Regions from separate parts of the Lactuca sativa genome. Here region 2 is linked to region 1. Evidence: chromatin contacts called from public Hi-C data. All regions are on one chromosome and are shown on one strand. Each heading gives the region's core, a stretch centred on a gene start, on an enhancer-like site or on the middle of the called end of the contact. The rest is flanking DNA. Distances are from core to core; before and after follow the strand shown. Region 1 holds the start of LOC111882106 (protein NUCLEAR FUSION DEFECTIVE 4). Region 2 holds the start of LOC111882099 (zinc finger protein BRUTUS-like At1g18910).

Region 1 (4,992 bases), core at 1,333-3,832:
GACTTAAATTAATCATATTATCTATGAAGCTTTAACTCTTTTTATCCCAACTCGAATTTAACGGGTAAAAAAAACACCTAAATCAATGAAAAAAAATAGAAATCAAGAACAGAAAAAGAAAAAAAAAAAAAAGGAAGTAAAGAAAAACTAAAAAAGAACTCAATGAAGAGTGAAGATATTCAATAATTCAACAATTAGAAAAATCCAACAAGTGACAAGTCATTTATTTAATTCTTTCGTTGTCCTCATGTTGTAATGCCTAATCGGAACTCAGAAGTCGGAACTCAAACTCCGAGACTGAAACTTGAAAAAATCAAACTCTGATAGCAGTTGAATACACATCAAGTTAAAGTGATAGAATATAAATAAGACATCTATTTGATTTAGAATGCGAAATTGTGAATAAAAATCATATACCGATTTACGGATTTAGAACTTGACTCCTCGATCTCCACATACCACTCAAAGATTTTCAATTTTCAAGGGTGTTAGGCCAAACGGTATACGTTCGACGAAGAGTTTCATGGTCGAGCTGGCCACGAACAACGGGCGTGCACACCACCCCGTTGTCTCGTGGTGGCTCGTTTTCGGGGACAACGAAGTCGCACGGCCAATGAGATTAAGATGCAAAATTTTGACCGTTGTCTAGCCGTTGAACGGCTAGTTTTGTAAAAAGAAAAAATAAATAAATAAATAAACAATTTATTTACCTATAAATACCACATTTTTACTCCTTATTTTTTACACCATTCTTTTCTTTCTCTATACACAAACTACACACTACATCTTCACAACCAAAAATCATGGATCCCAACCAAAATACTCCTCCAAATTACCGAAATCGCAAACCCGATAACACTTTTGCGTTAGATACAACACCTCGACAATTCCCGACGATGGAGTCACCTCAAGGCGGTTTTATCAATCTACTTCAAAGTGGTTCCCCTATCCAACAAACACCACTTTTCCAACAACAATATCAACCTTTTCCGGCTTTCCAACAACAACAAATGCAACAACAATACCAACAATTCCAACAACTCCAACAACAATAGTCACAACAACAACAACCACCAATTTCACAACCACCACTTTCGTCAGATTTTGTTCCGGAAACGCAACCTTCACCACCACCTCAACCAAAAAAGAAAAAAGGAAAAAAACCGGCCCGACCCACTACCACCCAAGAAAGGGTCCCATGGACAAAAGAAGAAGAAGAAAAGTTAGCGGAGGCATGGGTGGCGGCTTCCGAAGATCCAATTGTAGGAGATAGTCAGCCTTACGGAAGTTTTTAGGAAAAATTCCGAGCCATTTTTTACGAGTTAATGGAAAGTGAAACTCGAAATGCCGATCAAATTACGTCGAAATGGCGAGATATTCGACTAAAATGCACCGAGTTTGGAGGAATCTACAACAACCTCCTAAACATACGCAAAAGCGGCTCGAACGATTTTGATGTTTTCAAGGCGGCCATGGACCAATTTGAAAAAACAACGCCAACACGCAAAGCTTTTCCGTATATGAAACCGTGGCTAAAATTGAAAGACGCCCCAAAATGGAAAGAGCAAACAGAAGGAAGTTCCCAATCTTCCGGTTCAAAGCGTTCGAGAAACTCCGATGGAACTTCTCAACAATCGGACGGCCAAACACACATCGACATCAACGACGATCCGATAGATCTTGAAAACGACCAACCTCTTCGTCGGCCCGTTGGAAGAAATAAAGCAAAAGAAGTGGCGTCAACATCTTTAAATTCTAGTGTTATGGATATGTTTGGCAATAAATTTGATCGATATGTGCAACTTCAAGAAACGAAGGCCGAGGTGATGACTCAGATGGAACAAAAAATGATCGAAGCACAAACATCATTTCAAGAGACACTCCAAACAAAAACCGATATGGAAATCTTGAAAATGAAAACGGACGACCTTGAGGGCGAAGACTTGGAACTTTTCCAAGCAATGAAAGAGTCGGTTTGAGCCCGACGTAGGCGTAGGGGGTAGTTTATTTTATTTATGGTTGGAATTTTTAGTTTTTTTTTTAATTTTTTTTTAAATTTAACTAATGTAATTTTTATTTTGATTGTTATTTTTATTTTATTTTTTAATTTCAATTAATTTAGTTTTTATTTAATGTAATTTGGTATTTTAATTTAATGGAAAAACTAGTATTAAAAAAATGTTTTTAATGTATTTTTGAATTAAATTTAAATAACAAAATGAGGTGGAGTGGTGTGTTTAGTGGTGAATATCTCATATTAGTGGTAGTGGAATGTGGTATTGATATGACACCCACCACATATATGATATGTGGTAGGTATAACGGATGGTCTTAACTGAATACCGATTTTTACAATTGCAATTGTACACATTCAGTGAAATTATGACCCAACCATTGAAATTTCTTGGAGGCAGTTGACTGGACTTAATATTATTGAGCCAAGATAATAAATATATGTAATAATACATATGGGATAATAATTATGATTCTATTTTTCTAATATCTTGGGCCTTGGCCAACTCGTCCATGTATTGGGCCGACTCCCTGCCGTTGCATCTCCTGTCAATCCTTTTTTCACCATAAACACCGCCCCAAAATTCATAGACGATGCATGAAGACATAAGTGGAGTATGGTGTCATCGGCTAAGTGGAGTCTATGGAACGTATCGCACCACACCATTCAACGAAAATATTGGAACCCTTTATATTTTATTTCAAAACTCGACTAATACTCCTGGCCATATCTCCTCCCTATACCTGTCGAGTTGATCATCTAGCTGTTGGTTCCGTCTGTATTTTATAAACAATTAATCCACGCCACTAGGCCACCATCAATCGATACAGACACGTATTTATTGGAATTGACATTTACAGGATAAAATTTCCCCTTTCGGAAAATCAAAAAGAATGGAAAACAGCAAATGGGTAGCTACGGTGGCGAGCATATGGATCCAATGCAGCTGCGGCGCCTCCTACGCCTTCGGAATCTACTCCGCCGCCCTCAAATCCAGCCAAGGTTATGATCAATCGACTCTCGACACCGTCTCCGTCTTCAAAGATATCGGTGCTAATATCGGAGTTTTATCCGGTCTCCTCTACCACGCCGTCACCAATAACCACCGCGATTCAACGCCGCCGCCGTCGTCTCGTTTCGGATCCGGACTTTCGCTCGTCTACTTGGCTGGAGCGATTCAGTGCTTCGCCGGTTACTTCCTTATGTGGTTGTCCGTTACCGGAGTTATCGACAGGCCGCATGTCCTGTTCATGTGCCTCTTCATGTTTATGGCGGCACACGCACAGACTTTCTTCAACACCGCAAATGTCGTCGTCGCCGTCCGGAACTTTCCCGATTACGGTGGAACAACCGTCGGCATTATGAAGGTAATTCATTCAATTTCTGTTGTTGATTGTTATTCATCGCTATTTTACTCCGCTCACATCATTTTACAAAAAATTCCCTAAGATCAAATTGCTACGTTAGATTCCAAATTTCGATGATCTGTGAATGTTTTTAGTAGAATTTTCTATCGATCGCAAGAAGTTAAAAGTGATTAAGATAAACATAGGACACATGAATGATGAATCAAACTTATCCAAAGATTCAAATCAAATGCAGTGGATAGTTGTACCATACTGTTGAAGTTTCATCACTGTAGATGTTTAAAATATTCTCAACGTACAAATTTTCATCCACTGTTTAACCAAATCTACTCATATTTTAATCAATCAGGGGTTTCTTGGATTAAGTGGAGCTATCCTAATTCAGATCTACCAAACTCTATTTTATGGCAAACCAACAACTTTCTTACTGATGCTTGCTTTGTTTCCAACCATCGTCTCTCTACTATTCATGAATTTCGTTCACGAAAACCCTTCAAACACAACTCACGACAAACACCATCTAAACAACTTCTCACTAATCGCACTCGCCATAGCCACATACCTAATGATCATCCTCATCTTCCAAAACATCTTCATCTTCCCATCATGGGCTCACTTCCTCACAACAATCATTCTCCTAATTCTCATCTCCTCACCTCTTCAAATCGCACTCACAGCTCAAAGAAACGAACGAGAGGAATCATCTTCACCAACAATAACCCCATTGATTGTAGCTTCAGAAGCTCAGGTGGATTCACATTCAGTAGTTGAAATGAACCTGATACAAGCAATGAGCACAGTCAACTTCTGGCTCTTATTTCTAGCCATGATTTGTGCAATGGGATCAGGGTTAGCGACAATCAACAACATATCTCAAATAGGCGAGTCTCTTAACTACTCAAAAGTTAAAATCAACGCAATGGTGTCGCTATGGAGTATATGGAACTTTCTCGGAAGATTCGGAGGTGGATTTGTGTCTGATTTGATTTTACACAGATACAGTTGGGGGAGACCACTGTTCATTTCTCTTACACTCGCAGCAATGGTGATTGGCCATTTGATCATAGCATTAGGAGGGAGTTTATACTTTGGTTCAGTGATTGTAGGAGTTTGTTATGGAGCACAGTGGTCTTTAATGCCTACGATTACTTCAGAAATATTTGGGGTGAAACATATGGGGACGATTTTTAACACTATAGCTGCTGCAAATCCTGTTGGATCTTATATATTTTCTGTGAGAGTGATTGGAAGTATTTATGATAAAGAAGCAAGAGAAGAAGGGGGTTCGTGTTTTGGGATTCATTGCTTTATGGTTTCGTTTTTTGTGTTTGCTGGGGTTTGTGTTTTTGGAATGTTTGTCTCATTGGTGTTGTTTTTTAGGACAAAGGGGTTTTATGTGTTGCTTATGGAAAGAAGGTCGAAGCACCTTGAGTAATATGACTCGAGAAGATATTTGAATTGTACAAGAGTTTTGAGTATTTGTACAATAGTTTATAGATTTGTGTTAAAGTGCAAAATATACAGAAAATGTATTTGAGTTTCGTGATTTTAGGTAAATGGTAAGTAAAATGATTGGGCGAGTTGAAATATGTAAATAAGGATTGTTTTTGA
Region 2 (4,833 bases), core at 1,644-4,143, 680 kb before region 1:
TGAATAGGTCCTGGGATTGGATGTTCTTCAACATCACCCTCGGATGAATAAACTTCTAGAATCTTCCGGAAATTCGCCTGCCCATTCAGGAATAAAGACCCTTTTCCATATTTATCAAAGTCCACACTCGTATTTTCCTCCTTTGCTTTAAGACACGATATTACAACCTTCAAAAAATGGATATATGTCAAAAAAATTAAATAAAACAATTGTTTTCAGATTTAAATCTTTATATATACCTCTTGTAGGAATATATCTTTAGGGACAACTTCTCTAAGACATTGTAGAACATTTTCCCTTTCGTCTGAAGAGAGAAAGGAGTTCATCCACTGAAAAAAGTCTTCTAAGAGTAACATAGGAACACTACAGATGAACTGCCAGACGAATGACGCCTGTTCCTCTGTAGTGAACTGCTGAGTCAGCAATGGAAAAACCTGTTCCATTGTAAATGTTCATATGAATTCAACCAATGATGTGTTTTGAGTCGAATAATGATCAAGTAGTAAATTTAAATGGAGTTCACAAGAGAAGTTCAGTGTAAAGCTTAATAGGATATGGTTGTAAGGAATCCACGTTGAACAAATTAGCATTTCATTATCTGACTCAACACTTTTAAGTCATGGATGATAATAGACCTCTCTACGAAAGATGAAAGTTTAAAAACTTTATATCACTTGAACAGACGTATGGTGGTGGTAGAGATAGGAGATAATTAACTTTATATCTCTTGCACATACTATGTCAGCTTACACTTTATATCACATAACATTTTATGAAAAGTCAAGTGATTTTGCAGAAAAAAAAAAGTTTCTTAAATAAATATTTCACAAACTTCTATCTTCATAGTCATTTTATGTATTTATTTAAACCACAATCATTTTGTAATAATAACCCATCTATCTTTGATCATTTTAATAAGCTTCTTCTATTTTGAAAAAACTGAATTAAACAAGGGTCAATAATACCGACCAAAATGTAGAATTTTACCGGCTATTGCCTGTTTAGGTTTTGGGTCTTCTCCAACAGATCTCCGGCGACACTGCAACCCCTCGCACCCCACTGGGTTAAGGTGTAGGCAATGAAACGAAGATGAGATATTTGTGGGCTTGTGATTATAAAGATTGCGGTGGTTTAGGCAATCGCCGGAATCTCCTGCCGCCGTCGCCATCGGAGGACCACTTATCGCCCTTACTCTGTTTGCAACAACTGCAATGGTTTTAATCACCGCTACACTACTTTATTCTGCTGTTGTGTGCAGCAGACTTTATATTTGTGGCAGCGGTGGTGGAATTTGTTCCGGTGGCTGTGACGGCAATGGCGGGCATTGCGGCGTTTGGATGGTTTCTCCCGTCAGTCAGGTAGAGGTGGCAACCACTGCTCTGGGTCTGGCCATCTGTTCTTTACAAACAGATCTTTCTCGCATTCCTTTTTCGTTTCAATCTCGATCTCTCCACATAACCCTAATCTTTGTCTTTTGATTCATAAAATTAGGCCATCGAATTCAAGCTAACTACCAAGAAAAGGTTTTGGTTTCTGTAGTTGATTGATCCATAATCCTAGAGTGCAACATTTTCAGATATTCTAACGAAACCCTTGCAAAAGACTGGATGCATTTAACTTATTGTGGAATGTTGAGATTAATTGGTATCTATATTCCGAAATTCAATAATATTGTGTTTTTGTTATGATATATTTAAAGGGAAAGTTTCAGAGTTGTACTATATTTCAGTGCAAATAATTCCAAATTTGTAGTTAGCCAAGTCTATTAGAAGGTAATGTGTGTTTATACAGAGCTGTTTAATCATGGTCTTTGTTTCCTTCAAGCATAAGGACCTCATGCCAAATTAGTACGTATATATGTAGCATAATCGTACAAATGAAAATGGGATCTCAGGACAAATGCCCATAATCTCCACAAATGAGGAACCCAATTTAATATGATTGTGAGCATTAAGCAAGAATGTGTGTCATACCTGTTCTTCTTCTTTGGCCATATGTTTGCAAATGCTGGATTGCAATGTACAGATGAAGTACACAAGTTCTTGAAATGGCTTGGAAATAGACCTTTCATCTTCCTTCTCCAAAACATCTAAATAATGGAAAATCGAGTCCAAAATATCCTCTGAGCTTGTGTGCTCAAGTGAATACGCAGACACCACATTCTTTACATGTACATCCAGAGCTCTAAAAATCACCTGAAATTAATCAAGTGAAATGTGCCTAAAAACCTCAAATATCATCATAGTCAATTGGATTACTTAAGCATTTAGCTCACAAACAATCAATTCGAAACAAATCCTTAATTATAAGCAGAAAAATTCAAAGTTTAAAAGTCAACCCGAGGGAAAAGTTCATGAAAAAGGTAATAAGCTATTCGACGGTGGTTTCAACATAGAGTAATTAGTGTCGGTGTTAAATTATTAGTAAACAGAAATCAGATTCAGGAAAATGAAGAAACCTCATCTTCAGCAACGGAGTGATACTTATTAACAAGCTTCAGAAACTCAAATCTACGGCGGAGTTCCTGAATCAAGTCAACACCGTAGATCCTGCTGTCCAACGCCTCCGCCGCAGTACGACGGAGGTCAGTAACTTCTTCACGAAGAGCATTGTGAAAGTGCAACAACAAGAGAACAGGAGCTTCACGGAGTCGAACACCAGGGATAACAGCAAGTTCAAATGCCGACGACATAAGACTGAGAGAGAGGGAGATGTCAACGCTTTGCGATTACTTCAGGCGGTATCTCCGCCTCCTCCTGAGGGGCGGAATTGAGCTAGTCGTCGTCAGCCATAAAAACGTCGACCACCGCCGCATAACACAGAAAACGACGAGAGAGACAAAGGGAAGTTCCGGCATGGAAGTTGTGGTGAATATAACGACCACTGCAGAGTCTCAGGCATTATCTCTCTGGCATTGGCCGTTCAAAGCTTCGTGCGGTATTTTATTTATTTTTAATTATTTATTTTTGGAATTATTAAATTTGGTCGTTTGTGTAACGACGGTGTGATGATTGAGATGTTGTACCTAACGGCCTTCGCCTCCTATTTTTTAACGGGGGGATGCTTCCACGTTTGTCTGTAGGTTAGAGATGAAGAGGCGTTGAACATGCTGTTCCACGGTTTACTCTTTGCACGCGCCTCTAGACCTAAATCAAATAATATTTAGAGAAAAGAAAAAACTATTTTCTTTAATTTTGTATTACAAAATAATGAAAAAATTAAGGACAATTATTGTCACCCATTTTAGGAATAAAAAATTGAAAATTTTTTCATAAAAGTTTTGAGTCTATGTTATTTTTTACATTTAACATTTCATTTATTAATTTGTTATAATTTTAACTATATTGACTAGGTTGTCTGTTGACGTGTTATGATGATGTAAATTTTCAAACTATGTTTTTTTTTTCAATTTTGGCACATAGTTTGTTCAAAATCGAACATTATTTTTTTTAATTTCTTTTTTAATGTTGTCATTTTTTTATTCCGAATCGAACATCATTTTTTTTTAATTTTGTACGTTTTAAAAACGACACTTCATTTTCTTGTTTAATATTGTTTTTTTACAATTGAAATTGTATAAATAATTTTTTTATATTTGAAACCACATAAATATATTTTTTTATTGATAATATGGTTTTTGCATTTTAAAACCATATCTTTTTTTTGTATATATACAATGTTATTTATATTTAAATCATAATGTTATTTATAAATATGTATTAATTATATTATAGCTGTATTTTTCATATATTGTTTGATTATGTGGCGCTGGCGTGACAAGATAACTGATTAACTTGAAACCACATTTTGGATAATCCAATAAAACTTAATTTGGATTTCATATAAAATCTAAAATTCCGAAACAAAAATACATTTAGCCTCTTTGATATTCTTTGAGAGAAGATTTTTGCATAGTAATGTTAAGTGGAGAAAAAGTATATATATGTAAGAACCAAAAATCATAAATATATATAACGAACGGTCACTTGGTAATTAAAGCAACCCCAAACCCTCGTGTTCTTGAGATTAAATTAGATTATCTTACTATTTGCATCTCCAAGCTCATATAAAAGTTGTCTATTTGATGATAAGTACGATTATAATATAATTAATATATTTGTACATAACATTATGGTTTAAATGTAAAAAGAACATTGTATTTATATAAAAATGTGGTTTTTAAATAAATATATATACATACATACATATATATATATATATATATATATATATATATATATACATACATATATATATATATATATATATATATATATATATATATATATATATATATATATACACGGTTTCAAATGTAAAGAAAAATAATTTATATGATTTCAAATGGAAAGGGGTCAATATTGAACAAGATTAGGATTGATGTTTGATTTTTGAATAAATTAATATTCTTGAAGTGGTACTAAACATGTAAACGGGGAACACAATGATTAACTAATGAAATGACTAATTAAGGTCTCCACTTAATGATCCCAAAACAAACAAAGACTTGTATTGCTTAAGTTCCGAAACACAAAACAAACTAAATTAAATATGCTCAAGCCAGTTCATTTGCAAATCTATTGCCTTTGACCTTATGTGACTATCATAGTTGATCCTTTGACCTTGTCTGACTATCATACTTGATCAATGACATTTGCTTGGAGAATGGATCGACAAGTTCAATGATACTGACTTGTCAAGCTTAAGGCATACGAGTCGCCAAACTTGGTACATGATATAAAATACAAGATCGATCTCTTAGTAAAAACATGTGGGACTCAGCTCATTTCCTCTATCTCAACAGTAGAACTAAGACATTAACATTGCTCAATG

What was found. Hi-C and Micro-C count contacts between places; a contact is called where the count stands out from the background.
Region 2: a Hi-C map of bud shows a contact between it and region 1, with 10 times the contacts expected there. The contact joins the promoter of LOC111882099 here to the promoter of LOC111882106 in region 1. A contact is called at or near these places in 3 of 4 Hi-C or Micro-C datasets (bud and leaf).

Annotation. Positions count from the first base shown.
Region 1 is chr4:192,793,747-192,798,738 of Lsat_Salinas_v11, reverse strand. It overlaps LOC111882106 (protein NUCLEAR FUSION DEFECTIVE 4), which reads left to right and starts at 2,582. Exons shown (of 2, transcript XM_023878472.3): 1 at 2,582-3,381; 2 at 3,731-4,992. The coding sequence starts at 2,908. The coding sequence ends at 4,816.
Region 2 is chr4:193,478,175-193,483,007 of Lsat_Salinas_v11, reverse strand. It overlaps LOC111882099 (zinc finger protein BRUTUS-like At1g18910), which reads right to left and starts at 2,893. Exons shown (of 13, transcript XM_023878462.3): 1 at 2,459-2,893; 2 at 1,974-2,195; 3 at 240-434; 4 at 1-167. The coding sequence starts at 2,692. It overlaps LOC122197381 (a long non-coding RNA gene), which reads left to right and starts at 2,805. Exons shown (of 2, transcript XR_006190770.2): 1 at 2,805-2,937; 2 at 3,083-3,129.